Linked DNA regions of Mus musculus: region 2 is linked to region 1. Evidence: chromatin contacts called from public HiChIP or PLAC-seq data. All regions are on one chromosome and are shown on one strand. Each heading gives the region's core, a stretch centred on a gene start, on an enhancer-like site or on the middle of the called end of the contact. The rest is flanking DNA. Distances are from core to core; before and after follow the strand shown. Region 1 overlaps Grip1 (glutamate receptor interacting protein 1). Region 2 overlaps Irak3 (interleukin-1 receptor-associated kinase 3).

Region 1 (4,695 bases), core at 816-3,315:
ACCTCAGAGTAGAGCAAAACTGGCTGAGTGAGGTGGAGGATGGGAGAGCAGGTCAGAGGAGGGACAACTAACACTCAAGCCCTGAGAGAAAGCTGTGTGGGAACCCACTACTGTAACCACTTCCCAACTTTATAGATATATATGCAAATAAACTCTGTGTGTGTGTGTGTGTGTGTGTGTGTGTGTGTGTGTGTGTGTGTGTGTGTGTACATACCACAATGTGTACATCCAAATGTGTGATAATGCATTACACGCTTCTTTGGATTATACCTGACAGGAATGCTGTTGATAATTAGCTTAGGTGCTAGAGGAACATTTTGCCTGTTCCAGAACCCCTTCTGACTTGTTCATCAAAAGGTTCCCTTAGACCCTTCCAACAAACATGTCAGGCTGTTGCCACTGCTCTTGATTCCCCATCAGAATTTGACAGTGAGAGCCTATTGTGCATACTTGAGTCTGTCATTGCAGATGGCGAAATCAAGCTGGTACCAACCTAGAAGCCCCTTTCCTGCTGGCTAGCTTCCACAGTGCTAGAAGGTAGTGTATATACTTCCAGAGCATACAGTGAATTATAGCTCTTAGCCTGCTATGAGCCTTATAGTCTACAAACAATGACTAACCTGATAGGATATGCCCACCGATGTAATAGTGGCACTGATGTTGCGGGACTAACCAACCAACTTGACTTAAGGCCTGCTCTACAAAATGGAACTCTTTCCTGGCACCATTAGCCTGGGCCAAGTACTCATGGCTGAACAGATAGCAGTCACTAGAGGAAAACCTACTATTTCTACTCTGCTAAATTGACATGGCACAAAACTCTTTCCAAAGCACTGATCAACATACACACATATAAGTACGATTATCAACCTTCTTCAGAAAAGCTTCTTTGTGTGATAGATGGAAGGTGGAAGCTAAGAGGCTGTGGAGGACCAGCCTTAAGTGGGGTGTGTATATAATACCCTTCCCCCTGCAAGAGGAATGAGCCAAAGTGTTCTCCGATACCTCGGGGCCTTTGTACACATAGGCTACGCAAGGCTACACAAGGCTACGACTGCATGCATAAGACCTCCCCACGGAAGGCATGTCTTGTCATCATGTGATGTTTCTGCTTTTACTATCTAGGGCAAACTGATGCCCCCTATCTCCTTACTCAGGAAGGTCTTCGAGGAGATAGTAGCTAAATGCTGGTGTACGGGTGCATGCCTGTAATCCAAGCAGTTGTCAGGCAGAGGCAGGAAGCTGAGAAGTTCAAAAAACACATTGGCAACATAGGGAGTATAATCCAGGCAGTCTTCAGGCAGAGAGGCAGGAAGCTGAGGCGTTCAAAGACCACACTGCTGGCAACATAGGGACACTGGGACATACAATGTTCTTTCTCAAAAGGGGGGTGGGGGGGAGGGTAGGTGAAAAGGGAGGAGAGAGACAGAGACAGAGAGGCAGAGGCAGAGGCTGAGAGAATGAGGACTAGCTGAAAAGCAAGGTTGCAAACTCCTCAGTTTGATTGTGTGGAGAACACTGTTGTTTTCCCATCCTTCCATTCTCCATTCTGGCGTGGTGGCGCACGCCTTTAACCCCAGCACTTGGGAGGCAGAGGCAGGCAGATTTCTGAGTTCGAGGCCAGCCTGGTCTACAAAGTGAGTTCCAGGTCAGCCAAGGCTATACAGAGAAACCCTGTCTTGAAAAACCAAAAAAAAAAAAAAACAAAAAACAAAAAAACAAAAACAAAAACAAAAACAAAAAAAAAAAAACAAAAAAACTTACCTTCTTCCAACCCTACTTGTGGAAAAAGTTCAACTGCTCCAAGATTTGCCTCCCAACTGGCTAGCATTACAGGCCTGTACTGCCCGCTGGGCTTCCTGTAAGCCTAGTTTTTGTTTCTTTATTTTGGGGGTTTTTGTTTGCTTTTTGTTTGGGTTGTTTAATAACCTTTCAGGGTGTTTTTAATCACTGGAAGAAGTAAGTCCCCAAGGATCACGTGATCGTGTGCCTCTTCTTACACCTACTCATTTCCCCTTTAACTAGCTGGGTGTTCCTTGCCCTCCTTCTTCCCTCCTCTTCTCAGAGTCTGCCCTAGCTGTCTGGAGGAAGGTTCTGGCAGGAGGCCAGGAACACCAGGAGGCTGGAGACTGAAGGACAAACTATTGTTAAATTCTGCATGACAGAATTCCCAATTGACTTCAGCCTGGGGAACATTTAGGGCCCCACAGAGTTTCTGATTGAATTGAGTGTTTTCTGTTCTACTGAGCAAGGTGACTTGTACAGATCAAAAGTCAACTTCATTTAATGCCTTCGCCTTCTAAGTGGTCTGTTGATGAATTTGGTTCATAAACTGTGAAAATTCAGTTATAAATTCCCAGGATTAAATCAGTTCCCACGAGCGATTAATTCCTGATATCCTAATGTGTATTTTATTGGTATGCTACTTATTTGTGTGATTTAAATGCCCGTCTCTGCAATTTTAAAATCTGTACAAGAGATAACAGCCAAGGGTGTACACACTGACCACAAACGTTTGCTTATGTTACCTCTCAAACAATGTGTAAGGGAAAGGCTGGTTCTAAAACTGTAAGGAAAATGGTGTTCAAAGATTTTTCAGAAGTTTTTGGAAGATAAGAAAACAGGCAAACCAAGGCCTAATTTACAACCCAGAGGGAACATGAGAAAAATGACCTGGAAAGTTGGATTTAGCAATGGAGCCACAGGCAAGATACAAAGTGAAACAAAAGAGTGCAGTTTGGGGGATGGGGGCAGGGATGAGGGCGGGGCAGAGGCTGAGGGGTGTGGTAGAGGCTGGGTGAGGTCAGAGAAGCACAGAGGCAGAGAAGGAGAGAGGCAGAGACCTGGGTCTGTTTTTGAAGGAAGGAGCAGCCTGGGAAGTTTAAAGGCCATCATTATATGACACCATCACCCACTATAATAGGACAATCTCAAAAAGTCATGAGTCATAGTGACCCCCAGAGCAAAGCTTTCTGGCACAGTCTGTGATGGGCAGGCAAATATACACCCTGTTTCTATTGCTACCTGTGGCCTGCCCTAGACCCTGCTTGCCCTTCTAGGAAGGTCTGATGAGGAAACCCAGGCACTGTAACCTGACCTCACTACTTTTCCTTCTCATGATTTAACTCTTTTGTCTTGCTGTTGTTTTTATGTGTGAGTTTATCCGTTTCCTTTTCTTGTTTGTAAGAATCAATAAAAACATCATAACATTTAATGGGATGCTATATAGAATTAAAAAGAAAGCATTACTGCTACATGCAGTTGAGGGGTGAGTCTGAAATATAATATTGTGTTAAGGAAGCTAAAGAAAATTTCATATGATTTAGTTTAGGTCCAAAGACATCAATTTGTAAGAATATTAGTCAGAATAGTTATTGACTCTATAGAGGAGATAGGAGGGAGGTTTAAGGGGTACAGACCCTCACGTATTTCATAATCTGATCTGTGTGACATGTGTGTGTGTGTGTGTGTGTGTGTGTGTGTGTGTGTATACATATATAGCAAATGGCAGTTCCTTCAATTATTTATTCTTGGTCTGTGTGCTTTTGCATATGTAAACTCTGTTTAAATCAAAAGATACTTTTAAGTCGAAAGTTTAAATAAAAATGATCCTTAGGAAGCAAGGCATTGCATGGCAGTGCTCACCTGTATTGCTAGCAATTGGGAATGGAGGCAAAAGAAACAGAGCAGAAAGAAGTTCAAGACTAGCGTGGGTTATAGTCAGCCTGACCCTCAGCAACAGAACAAAACAAAAATAGTGAATAAATAAATGAGTAAATAAATAAAAAAGACTTTGGGTTGTTATTTCAATTTTATAAACAAAGCTAATAGAAGATCTTATAGCTACCAGAATGGAGAGAGATTATGTAAATGAAATAGTTTCCTCCCTCACAGATTAGGGATAAACACAATTGAAAATGGGTAAGTGATAACATTCATTTTTTGAATCTCTCAAAAGTTTGAAAGCTGAAATAGTAAAGAATTTTCCTGTTGAGGAATAGAAACGGGGGAGAAAGAGACAAGGAGGAACATCCATCTTTTACTCTTCTGTGCCGTTGGCATTCAAAAGACAAACGCAACAGGAAGAAGCCTGTCCTCTGCCAGGAACAATAGCTGCCATTTCCCTAGCGCCTGCCACCACTGAGGTGCCAAATTCGGTGCTCCTTCCGTCTTATTTGTCTCAATTAAATCTTCACACCTCATATTCTCTCCCAGGTTTATTAAGATGAAGCTTATTAACCCAGTTCTAATGATAAGGGAGTTAAACATCAGGACACCCAATTATTTTTTTTTTAAAGGATAAAACATTATTGAGGAAAAAGTTTTCAGGTGCCCAGAATAGGTTTATGATGGCCTTGAGTTTACATTTGAGTTCCCCAGCAGCCAATGTGCATCAGGTAGGGGTGCTTTTATGAAGTTTATTTTAAAAACTTATTACACGTGTGCGTGTGCGTGTGCGTGTGCATGTGCGTGCGTGTGTGTGTGTGTGTGTGTGTATGTGTGCATGCACTAAGCATATGTGTGGAAGTCAGAGGACAACTTGCAGGGTTTAGACATCTCCTTCTACCATGTAGTTCTCAGAGCTAGACCTCAGGTTGTCAAGCTTGGTGGCAAGCATGTTTACCCACTGGGCTTTTACTCCTGCCTTCTCATTGAGTTTTTGGCCTCATTCCCAATTTAGAAGTCATGAGAGAT
Region 2 (4,695 bases), core at 1,273-3,772, 340 kb after region 1:
GACGAGGCGCTGGATAGATGCTTCCTAGTCTCCTTCCCTAGTGTTACCTGGAAGAAGCCTTAGGAAGTGGGTGCGCCTCCATCTGTTGCGCTCCCTGGCCTGATGCTTCCTCTGCCTCAGTTTATGGATGCCCTTGTTTCTCTCCCCTATTGAGAAATACTCTTCTGTCTGTTCTGCAAACGCTGCTTTCAAGAAAGGGAACTAAGTGATGAACTGAGCCACACAAAGGGAACCAAATATTAATGCGTCACCATGTGAGATTTAAAATAAACCAGTGCTCACTTTAAGCCAGAGGAAGAAGGCGCAGGCAAGACTCCAACACTGCTCTCCTTCAGTAAATAGAGCAAATATTTGTATAGTTACTGTACTCATTAGTGATTATAATCTGGGGGGAAGAGACATGATTTTAGGTGTGGGGGGTGCATTCTCAGCCACATGGAATGGACCCCACTGGTGAGCCCCCTGACCCCTGGGACCATCACTGTCCACTCTATCCAGGTCCTGTGAGGAGCCCTTTGATTCTGCTCAGACTCTGGGAAACCTCTGACAACTGCAGAAGTTCCACACTACAGCAGGAACAGGCATCTCTGGGCCGTTTTCCTAGCTGCCCCAGGATTAAGGAGAAATCTACAGACCTCTTCTTTCATGTTTATTTCTCCAGAAAAAGTGAGCCATCCACTCCTTCGGCTCATGTTAAAGGTGCGCTAAAAACCTTCACGGTACTAGGAAATGGTCTGGGAGAGGCGCGGCCTGCAAACACAGCTGCCCCTGGCACAGGAAAGGTGAGACCTGGGCCTTCTGGATGAGCTCAACATAAGGACACAAGGAGGAAATCATCAGGGGATTTTACTGCAGGAGTCAACTCGGAATGTGTGTATGTGGCATTGGATCAGGGATTGCTGGATCCATGCTGGCTTCTCACAGAATGACAAGGAGAAAGGCCCAGAGGGTAGAGGAGGCAGCCTCATTGTAACAAGTAAGACTCTACTGAGTCAAGGACCAAAGATTTTGATTCACTGCTATTGTACTCTGGGAATCCCCATATACATACATTGTGTCTCTTTTTGTTAAACTTGAGCTTAAGAGGGCTGGAGAGATGGCTCAGTGGTTAAGAGCCCTGAATGCTCTTCCAGAGGTCCTGAGTTCAATTCCCAGCAACTACATGGTGGCTCACAACTATCTATAATGGGATCTGATGCCCTGGTGTGTCTGAGGAGATCGACAGTGTACTCATATACATAAAATAAATAAATAAATCTTTTTTTAAAAAAACCTCAAACTTAAGAGATAGGGCGAGGAGGTCAGTATAGGTTCCATTGCACATCTGGCTATCCAGTACAATTAATAAAATACACATAATTATTCATTAGTAGTTCATAAAGGTACTCTCAGTCTCCCCTTTGAGATGTAAATGTGATTTCTAGAAATCTGGGGAACACATTTTTGTTGAGAAAAAAAAAAAAAGTGAGACTTTCAGTACGTAGGTGAGAGGGTTTATTGCACTCCTAAGTATTCTAGGAAGAGGCCTGGCCGAAAAGAACACTCACCTGCAGGGCTGACAGGGATTTAGGTGGAACCCAGAGCTCTCAGGTCATTTACCTGGAAACGTTGCCACAGATGACGGCGCACGGCTGAGTGTTGTGCAAGTATTGGATGGCTTTGGCTATTCCTATCAATACGCTGATTCGAACGTGCCAGGAAAGCGGGGTTGTGCCATTCTAAAGAAAAACACAAGTCGGCTTAGTTGTATTTCCTTAGTGCAAATTACCTATATATTCCCTATGCAGGCATATGGTTCTGTAGCCACTGTGGGCATTTTGTCTAGGCTCCGCCCCACAGTTGCCTGGCAACAGCCAAATGTGCCTTACTATAAAAGGGGCTGCTTGCCCCCTCTCACTCTTGTTCTCTTCTCCTCTTGCTCTTGCCCCTTACCCTCTCCCCACCCCATTCCCCTTCTCATTCTCTCTCCACGTGCTCATGGCCAGCTTCTACTCCCCACCCCCCTTCTGTCTCTACTACTCCCTCAGCCCCCCCCCCCCCCATGCCCTAAATAGACTCTATTCCATACTAAGCCATCTGTGGCTGGTACTTCAGGGGGAAGGGATGTCTCAGCATGGGCCCGCAGAGGCGCCCCCTTCCCCCACATCATATCACGTCTCCACCAAACATATCCCTGGCTTCTCTTCTCTATCTTTTTATAAAACACAACAGCCACCGCTGTAGATGGCACTGCGGAAGGAGAGGCGAAGCAACATTTCAGTTTGCTACCACCTATTTTTAATTCCAAATGGGTTTTCCTCTACAGCTCAAGGGCAGTGGTTCTCAACCTGCAGGCTGCCAGTCCCATAGGGTTCACATATCAAATATAACATATATCAGATATTTACATTACAATTCATAGCAGTAGCGAAAGTACAGTTATGAAGTAACAACGAAAATAATTTTATGGTTGGGGGAACACCGCAACATGAGGAACTGTGTTAAAGGGTCAAAGCATTGGGAAGGAAGGTTGAGAACCACGGCTCTAGGGAAATACCCAACAATTTTTAACATTAGTTTAGTCAAACTGTGGCCAGTGCCCTGGGGTTACAGCTTAGCGGTAGAATCCTTGCTTAGCATGCGTAACGCACTAACCCTATGCCCATCTGAGTACCACATGCCAAGGAAGCTGAGGGTAGTGGGTATAAACTCACTGTACATATGTGTTAATATTACCCAGAACCCAGGAACCCATGTGTTCAAGCCGCCTTCTAAGGGTAAGAAATCAATCTCCTGGGAGGTCCTTCGCTTCCCTGGGAACCATTGCTGAATATACCCCGCCCACTCCCAATGCGCATGCTCAGATCTCGCCCTTCAGCTTCCTCCAGTGTCAACAGCCAAAGGACCCAAGGGACTGGTACCCACGACTTACTGTGCACTGTAATCTGTCGAAAAGCGTCCCGTTGCTCATATAGGGATAAACCAGACAAAGTTTCTCAGTCTCCGTGAAATATGCAGCCAGCTCTAGTATGTGGGGGTGACGGAACCTTGAAACAAAGTTTTAAACCATCAGATTCTCCACGTTAGACCAGATCTAACGTAACTAAGTTTGGCTGAGAGACAAGTAATTTCCTTGGGTGTTCAGACAAGCACTAGTGCCACCCTTTCTAATCAACTGTCAGCATGTAAATCAATATATATATTAAAATACAAGGCAGAAAATTTAAGGAAGCATCGGTTTCTTGAGCCTTGGGATACTGAAAATGTCATACCAAACATTCATATAAAAGCCACAATTCAATATTCACTTATTGATATGAAACTGTGTCACATCTTTATTTGTTACACAAATAATGGTTGTGCAATGGAAACCCATCTGATTAAGTGTGCAATGCAAGGAAAATCACGAAAACACAGGACTAGAGAAGACTGTCTTCATCCATCCATTGCTGGATCATTACTACATAGGGTGCTGGGCTAAGGCCCAGTTACATACAGGCAAGGGACAATTATGCCTTTACAAAGCTTGGATTACTATCTACAATCCACATAATAGCGTCTTCATCTATAAAAATATGACACTGATTTTAGATTTCAGATTTCTAGTGTACTATATATATATATATATATATATATATATATATATATATATATATATATATATACACACACACATATCTATATATATCTTAGGCTCCTGTCCTAATCAGTTATTAACCATCTAGCCCAAATAAATTCTACTCCTTAGATGTCATTGTTATATGAAGGTCAGTATAGTCCAGGCATGATAGTGGAAGGGACAAGAAGCCCCAAGACCAAGTTCTCAGAACAAAGGAAATTTATTTTTCCCAAAGGGACAGAAGGCAGGGAATAAGAGACAAAGACAGGAGATAGAGGACGAGGGAGAAGGGGAAGGAAACAGGGAGAGGGAACAGGGGTATTTGTCTGGGGGGTGGGGGTGGGAAGGACTGCCCCTGAATAGACAGAGGATAGACTGTGGCCCAAAGGTAAATGGCAGTTTATAAGGGCAAAAGGAGAAACCTCATGTTAGGCTGAGGCATTTAATTTTGATTGGACAGGCTAATTAGGGCAGCCCAAGGGAGCTTTTGATAGCTGGACCTTGGTAGTTAGCCTTAGAGGAGAAAGTGGGCAAATAAGGAACTAGGCCATGATGGCTAGCCTCAGGAACCGAACATAATGGTTTTTAGCAAGACGGAGGGAATAGGGGAACAGGGCAAGGCCTGCCGGAGCTGTTTGCTGGCTAGAATCCCCTAATCGTCACTCTTCACTGTAGCTTCAGAAAAGCACAGCTTTCGGTCAGCACCGTCTGATGGACTGATGGTCCCGAAAGGAATCGAAAGCACAGGGCAAGCTGAGCCCAAGAGTCCATCTCTCTGTGCTTCCAGACTGGACTCAATGAGACCAGTTACCTTGCAATCCCACCACAGTGACTTCTTGCCATGATGCGCTGTCCTCTCAAACCACAAGCGAAAACAAACCTTCAGCCTCTTAAGTCGTTGTTTTTTGTTTTGTTTTGTTTTGTTTTGTTTTGTTGTTTTTTAATCATGTGTCTTGTCACAGCCACAAAATGTGAATTTCCCAATACTGTGAGTTTGTAAAAATCGCTGAAGACCCCCAGACCCAGACACTATGCAAAAACAAAGAGCATTTATTCTGCAGAAACAACTATTCTTTGAAATGGGGACCCCAGACAGA

What was found. HiChIP or PLAC-seq counts read pairs in DNA pulled down with a chosen protein or histone mark.
Region 2: an H3K27ac HiChIP or PLAC-seq map of embryonic stem cells shows a contact between it and region 1, with 2.1 times the contacts expected there. The contact joins two enhancer-like sites. A contact is called at or near these places in 4 of 115 datasets of contacts at active chromatin or transcription factors (embryonic basal ganglia, embryonic stem cells and stem cell-derived neural progenitor cells).

The regions. Positions count from the first base shown.
Region 1 is chr10:119,828,541-119,833,235 of GRCm38.p6, forward strand. All of the region lies in intron 1 of Grip1 (glutamate receptor interacting protein 1), which reads left to right. The region is part of intron 4 of Grip1os1 (glutamate receptor interacting protein 1, opposite strand 1); the gene reads right to left. Among named protein-coding and RNA genes, the nearest start is that of Gm51815, 11 kb to the left of the region's middle. Within about 2 kb of position 2,066, at least 13 of the 459 cell types and tissues checked have an H3K27ac peak or open chromatin away from gene starts, as enhancers often do. A contact at or near this core is called in embryonic stem cells, where this site is marked.
Region 2 is chr10:120,163,494-120,168,188 of GRCm38.p6, forward strand. Irak3 (interleukin-1 receptor-associated kinase 3) reads right to left here. Exons shown (of 12, transcript NM_028679.4): 7 at 2,912-3,026; 8 at 1,600-1,718. Among named protein-coding and RNA genes, the nearest start is that of Gm34545, 8.6 kb to the right of the region's middle. Within about 2 kb of position 2,523, at least 13 of the 459 cell types and tissues checked have an H3K27ac peak or open chromatin away from gene starts, as enhancers often do. A contact at or near this core is called in embryonic stem cells, where this site is marked.